2 separate regions of the Columba livia genome follow, and region 2 is linked to region 1. Evidence: chromatin contacts called from public Hi-C data. All regions are on one chromosome and are shown on one strand. The core of a region is the stretch at or near the end of the contact, and the rest is flanking DNA. Distances in the headings are between cores, read along the strand shown.

Evidence for each region. Hi-C and Micro-C count contacts between places; a contact is called where the count stands out from the background.
Region 2: a Hi-C map of liver shows a contact between it and region 1, with 1.7 times the contacts expected there. The contact joins two enhancer-like sites. A contact is called at or near these places in 2 of 2 Hi-C or Micro-C datasets (crop and liver).

The regions. Positions count from the first base shown.
Region 1 is chr5:44,984,877-44,988,262 of bColLiv1.pat.W.v2, forward strand. HSD17B12 (hydroxysteroid 17-beta dehydrogenase 12) reads right to left here. Exons shown (of 12, transcript XM_065064772.1): 6 at 1,125-1,189; 7 at 126-170. Among named protein-coding and RNA genes, the nearest start is that of ALKBH3, 32 kb to the left of the region's middle. Within about 2 kb of position 1,500, at least 1 of the 3 cell types and tissues checked has an H3K27ac peak away from gene starts, as active enhancers do.
Region 2 is chr5:45,027,204-45,030,589 of bColLiv1.pat.W.v2, forward strand. The region is part of intron 2 of HSD17B12 (hydroxysteroid 17-beta dehydrogenase 12); the gene reads right to left. Among named protein-coding and RNA genes, the nearest start is that of HSD17B12, 13 kb to the right of the region's middle. Within about 2 kb of position 1,603, at least 1 of the 3 cell types and tissues checked has an H3K27ac peak away from gene starts, as active enhancers do.

The sequences.
Region 1 (3,386 bases), core at 250-2,749:
GTTACTCCAAGATGAGAAATGAACCTGTGGTTCAACAGGTGAAAGTAATTGCTTCAAACAACTGAATTTTAATTGCTGGTTTGAATTAAGGCACCAAAAACAAGTGTTGGTAAGACAGCACTTACCTTACAAACAGCCATGATGTTAATGTTGATCATTTTGTCAACTGTCTGCAAGAAAACAAAGTTTTGGGGTTTGTTGTAAGTTATTTGATCAATATTTACACACCCTCGGGGTTTAAGTGCCAGGATAAATTAAACCTTACACTTACACATCCACCTGTACTCCTTGCCTTCCTGCTTAAGTACCAGAAACAGTGACAGACTTTCAAAGCAAAGTCTGTGAATGGCTGTCAGTCAAGTTGTATCTCTGATTAGGAGCTCACACCAATAAAGAACAGCACAGATGTGTCACATTGATATTATATTTCCTAGCACTATTTGCAATATTTATTAACTTAAGTATATTCTGGTATTTTAGATATGTTCATAAATTAGTGTCTGTATTTTGCTCTTAACCATTTCATAACAGTGTTTTAGTAACTTAAAGGTCATGGGGTAAAGAGAAAAAAAAAAAGAAGGGTTTTTTTGCTAAATATTATGAAGCTGATTTGAAAGTGAACTAAAACACTGATACATCCATCAATACTTAAGCAGAATGCACAAACTCACAGTGAATACAGGAGCTACAGGGCTTTTGGAAACAAAATCACGCACCACTGAAATTGTGCAGAATCAGAGTTTTCAATGTACCCAACACAACCAAGATTGTCCTCACATTACAAACTGTCTAAACCAGTCATGTTTAAGTTTCATACAGTGTTATGGAATATGCAGACAGGATTGAAATTCAGATACTGACCGCACAGCATTTTTCTGAAATAGAAATACAAAATGAAAAAGCAGGGAACAGCATGAAGTAAAAAACAACACAAAAAGAAAGACCGCCATAATCTGGATTGTGTTATGTTGCTTATGTAGATCTCCTAGCTTTTTAAACCCTAAATTCTAATCAGAAAACATCATTATGCGAGTACCTTCACCAAACCTAAATACTTTCGCCGTATCCATTAAGTATTTAGTGCTAAAAATGAGAACACCAGAAGGCACCACAAAAGCACTTACTTTATCCAGGTCTGGCACATCAAGAAAATATTCAGGATAAACATACGAAATTCCCACGTTGTTGACTGAAAAAAAATATGAAGTTTTAGTTAGATTGCTTGCATGAGATTTGATTTGTCATGCTCTGATAAGAGACAATTTTCAAGCAATCCTCTTGAAAAGTTGCATTTAAAACATTCTAATGAACACCATCACTGAGTTCCTCAAGGCTGCGGAAATGGGGTTTCAAGCCAAAGAAAAGCTCTTTGTGCCTGAGAGGGTATTAAGGAAACCTAATGCAGGCCATGCACCACGACCCCTCTCCTCGGCCCCATTCCCGGTGCAGCGGCCGCCGGGCCCCAGGTGCCACCGCAGTTGTCGCCGGCAGGTGGCAGCCGGAGCCCGGGCTCCATGTGGGAGAGATTCTGGTCAAGTGCACAAAAATTCCGAGATTCCCTCGAATGACACGTCTTTTAGACCAGATCTCAGTGTATTTACGGAAAGCCTTAGTTCGTTAGGCATGTGGTGTGTTTCAAATTTTTAACTTTCAGATTTCAGCTTGGAGAACAGAGGGACTGAGGAGAATGGGGAGCTGGCAGATTCCCAGCAGATGTTCACTGTATTTAGAGAGTAAAGTTTTAAAATGAAGAAGGTTAATCTTCCAGAGGGAGCCAGATTTTTTTTTTTTTCTTCTTTTCATCTAAAATAAACTGCTTTTCAGTCCATCTCTCTGAAAAGGATTTTGGCTATGAACTGTGGCAGAGTTTTGGGACTAACCTTGGTTATTCTCTCCAAATTTAGAGTATTTATATGATTCATGCTACAGAGATAGTCAGAAAATTCACACCTTTTACTGCAGACTGGGTCCCAGATATGTACCCTTCCACTTCCAGCTATCATTTTTTATTTTGCTGCAGTTTGGAACAGAACATTTTTTAAAAAAAATCAGTTTGTACAGGCATATTTTGCCTACGGAAATCTCGGTAACAACAGAGTAAGATCCAGTTCGGCTCAGACTCCTTTTGAGAACCACAGCAAAATAAAGATTTCCCACCTCTGCTTGTTTAACATATTGCTGTAGCTAGCACATGTTCGAAGTCACTGACAGACGCTGTTTTGAACACACAGCAAAACATTATGCAAACTCTTTTAGCCTTCCTATGTGGGTGAGAAGAAGCTTCCAAATAAGTTTACAAGGATTTCAATCTGTAAGTACTTTAGTTATACACTGTGCAACTATATAATCAGAAGCTCGATCTTGAGGAGTATATGTGGAGACTCCTGTGTCTCTAAGTATAAGGTTAAAAAATGATCAGCATTGATCACTGACAACTATGCTGTGCTACCAGCGCTTCTCATACCCACTGTTCCAGATGAGACCTGAAAGAAGAAAGTACACTGGAACCTGAGACCTCATCTCTTATGGCTGTTCTCATTTAAACTCATGTTTTCTCTCACACAAATGTGAAAAATGCAGGTCAATAAGAGCTACATTCCAGACTGCAACAAACGCTACAGAATTTTAAATAAGGTACTAAAAGCATGAAATTAATTGCCATAAAAAATTAAGATACAGTCTTTCTGGAGAAGCTATCATTTCTGTTGAAAAATTACATTGGCAAATGGTTTCTATAAATACAGCTGTATCTGGAGAAAAGAAAAAACCTACATATCAAGTAATCCGATGAACTCAAGCATGAGATCTACTAAAACTGCTAGTGATTAGTGAGAAGAGAGATGTCTGTAAACCTGCGCTGGCAATAGCTGCAAGAAAAAAAGCAAAGGAACTCAGCTAGAGAATACACAACTCCAGAACATCTCGTTGACTAAAAACATGGTAAAAATAGCAAAGTGCTCATGCAAATAAAAGCACGAACCAGGCTGTTTGAGGAACAGGCTTGTTTTCCTGTAATAAGCTTACATAAAATCCAAGACACATTCACTGCCTTTGTGTCCACTTTAAGCAAGATGATTAAGAGTCAGATTAATTATTTCGTGTACCACCATAACCTTACACAGTTTAAGAAATAATAAAATCCCTTCCAGTGTGGATATGTACCTCACACAATAAAGGGTTTGCTAGTGTTTTGGGACATATAAGTGATACACCATTCTGCAACAATCACTACGAGACAGGCAGCTTGCAAGTCTTGCATTCCCTGAATTGATTTTGATGAGACAGATTAGAACAAACATTAAGTTTAATCTTCAAAATTTCCTTGGAACTAATTTCCTCGAGAAACAAGAAACAAGGCATCCACAGCTTTGTCAGAACTACTCTTC
Region 2 (3,386 bases), core at 353-2,852, 42 kb after region 1:
AAATTTCTAGAGCCTTTGGAGGTTACCTAATTATGATGAGGTGCAATCTATTGAAATAGATGGTGCATAAAAAATGTACAAAGTCTAAAGTTGCTGAAAAGCCATTAAACTTATCTTCAAAAGATAGCATGCCTACAAGTGTGAGGTACTCTGCAATATTTTGTTTAAAGTCCACATTTTACATTCTAGCCTATGCACTAGAAACCAATACACAAGCACGATTTTGTTTAAATTAGAAGTCATCTGATTATCTTGCTTTTGTGCACTGCAGTTCTCAAACAGAAGCTTAAGCAAGCTCAAACCACACCTTTTCGAAAAAGTCTTTCTTCTCTGCATTGTCAGAAAGACTACTCAAGTGCTCAGCAGCACCCTCTAGCCCACAGACTTTAAGAAAGAACACAGAACAGACTCTTCAATCGAGCAAAACCTACCATTCATAAAAAGGGGGTCACTTAGAGCTGAAAGACAATGATGCAAAGCTAGAAACCGATCAAATCCAAAGAGTATTCTGTATTTTTTGGTCCTAAAATACATATATCTCTTTAGCTAAAATGAGACTATTTGGTAATTATTGTTCCACGGAGCTCCCTTCCATCTGACACTCTTAATTACATTTGCTTTAATTGAGGTATTTCTAACCTGGGGGAGTGGGGGGAAGGGATGAATGATGTTAACAGGCTCAAGTTAATCAAATTGGAAGGTTACAGTTGTCTCATGAGAAATGCCCTCGATAAATTACCATCAAGCATTAGAGAGACTTACATTGAAGCGATTTAAAAATCCTTGGCTGTTTTATTTGTATCAGCACTGTTTTGCAATAGGTGCTCACGTTAAAGATTGAAGGAAAACCTAAGGCAACACTGCCTTTTCCTTCTCATTTCTAAAAAAGGAAACAGCCACTGATGCCTCCTATATTTCACTCCAAGCCCTTGAAAACTTGCAGTATTTTTCCCGCTGGAAAACCCCCCAGATTTTCCTATGGAAACGAGGCTCACATCAAGCTGCTGTGAATGTTGCAGCTGCAATTGATGCGATGCCCTTTCTTCTCCCCGGCAGAGCAGGGAGGCAGAGGAAGTGCCTGCGGGCACTGCCTGGGTTGGCTCAGGCTGCGCTCGGGCCCCCAGCCCCACGTGGACCTGCCAGTGTCCCCGTCACGCGGGGTGGCTGCAGACCCCCCTCCCCGGCCCGGTCACATCCAGGCACGGCCCGGGCTGCCGACATCCGGCGGGTGAGCGGCGCCCCTTCAGACCCACAGCCCACACGGCCGCAGCCCGCCGCTAACGGAGCTCCGGGAGGAGAGCTGCCCCTCCGCCCGTCTCACGGACGGGGCACCCGCAGCCCTGGGGGCGGCTGGGCCGAGAGCGAGGGCAACCCGCACCTCGGGAATAACGGGAACCCGGGACGGGAAAGGCAATCGCACCCTCGCCGGACTCCAAAGGGCCCCACCGCCTCCCTGCAGGCTCTGTGAACCTGCCCCAGCGCTGGCCCCGGGCGTTTCATAAGCGGAACGGAGGTAGAGCGTTATGTCACCCGGTTAGGTAACGGGCACGGGAGCCGCCGCAGTGACGGCACTCCTCCTCCCGCCCTGCTGGGGCGGCTGAGGTGAGGCGGCGTTAACCCTTCGCGGGGGCAGGAGCGGACTTCACCTGCGGCGGGGAGCGGATCCCCCGGGAGCGGGGCGGACCTCCCCCGCCGCCCACCGGAGCCGGCGGGGAGCGGAGCCGGCTCCGGCCGAGAGGTGAGGCGGGGCGGCGGTACCGGCTCTGACCGACGGCGCCAACACCCGCAGCGGCCGCCGAGCGGAGCCAGCAGGGGACGCTGCGGCGCCGCGACGTGCGGCAAGGGAACACACACAGACACCCAGCAGACATACAGAGCGAGCCCGCGCCCACGCGTGGTGCCCTGCCCCAGCCCGTGGGCACTGCGCTGTCCTGGCAGCAAGCGTGCCCGGCAGCGCGGCCCCTCCAGGAAGGGTACAGGCTGCTGCAAGGCGCCAGCAGCTCAGCCTGCAAGTCTCACACAAGGCCCAGGGTTGAATAGGTACGAGGAGCACCTTTTACCCTTACACCTTCATACCAGTGTATCCATGTCACAGTACACAATATTATCAGTACTGACACTAAAAATGCACACTATCGAGGCGGTGGAGCCGCACTCCAGGCAAAGCTGGCACTTCCACAGAGCCTGGCTTCCAGCGGGACTGGCCTGGGCTACCAGCACTTTCTTCATAGCCAAGCCCACACCATGCTCAGCTGCAGCAGGAGGCAGCAGAGCGCATTTCTTACACCACTCGCTATCAGCCTGCCCCACAAGTCCCCTCAGTCGGATGTTGCAGAGGATTCAGCAAAGCCTTTGCCCTTAATGTGATGCCAACAGCCCTACGTGCTGCCTCTCCCGTAGCCAAGGCAGCAGGGCACACACAGCTGGCAGAGAGAATGGCCTCCACATGAATTTCAGGTCCCACTAAGCCCTGGCTCCAGAGAGCACTGGCACAGACATGGCACCATTCATCATGCCCTCAACACATACCCCTGTTCCTGGCAAGGTGGAAACTTACACCAAGAATGCAGCATGCCCCCCATCAAGCTCCACCACAACCTCCTTCCAAGGTCTTCACTGCAATCCCAATGCCCTTTTCATTTAGGAAGTCCTCCACTCAAGTAAGTGGTGACAGGACTCTTCAGCTCATTTCAAGCAAGCTGACCCATCAGACCTCAGGAAAAAGGAAGCTCAGAAGAATTTCATGCAACACCCTTTGTCCAGATATGTAATGCTATAAAGGGAGAACAGCATCCACCAACTGCTCAGATGCTGTGGAAAGGACCTACAACAGGTTGCACCTTTCCAGCTCCCTGTTTGACTGTGTGAACCTCCTATGTCCCATCTCTCCATTTCTATTTGCTGTTCTCCCCTCCTTTTGACATCTCATCCTTGCAGCTCTCCTATTCCAACTTTGAGGACTTTTTGACTTAGAAAGGTTTACAGCTTCCCTAGAGGAACATACAACGTAAAAGGTTTCTAGCAGTGCTCCTCTCATTCCTCTCTGAGTGGGACTGGGGCCCTGCCATTGTACTTCTCTTTCTGGTCCAAGAAAAACCCCTCCTTTAGAAGTCAGACACTAGGAAGGGCAAAGGAGGTTGCTCATACCATCTCAGCATATACAGACCGTGGTACCTTTAGTTTGCTGGCCAGAACCAGCCTGCCAAAGCAGCTTTTTTATGCCCCCCCGATCCCTCCAAAACAGCCCAACCTTCTCCACTTTCCACAGGAACTGTTTGAGCAACTCTGCTTTCTGCTGTTCTCCTGCAGGTCCCACAAATCTTTCCTACAGCATGGTCAGACAGCCAATGCCACCTCACCAAAACAGTGCTGTCCCCAAAGCAACA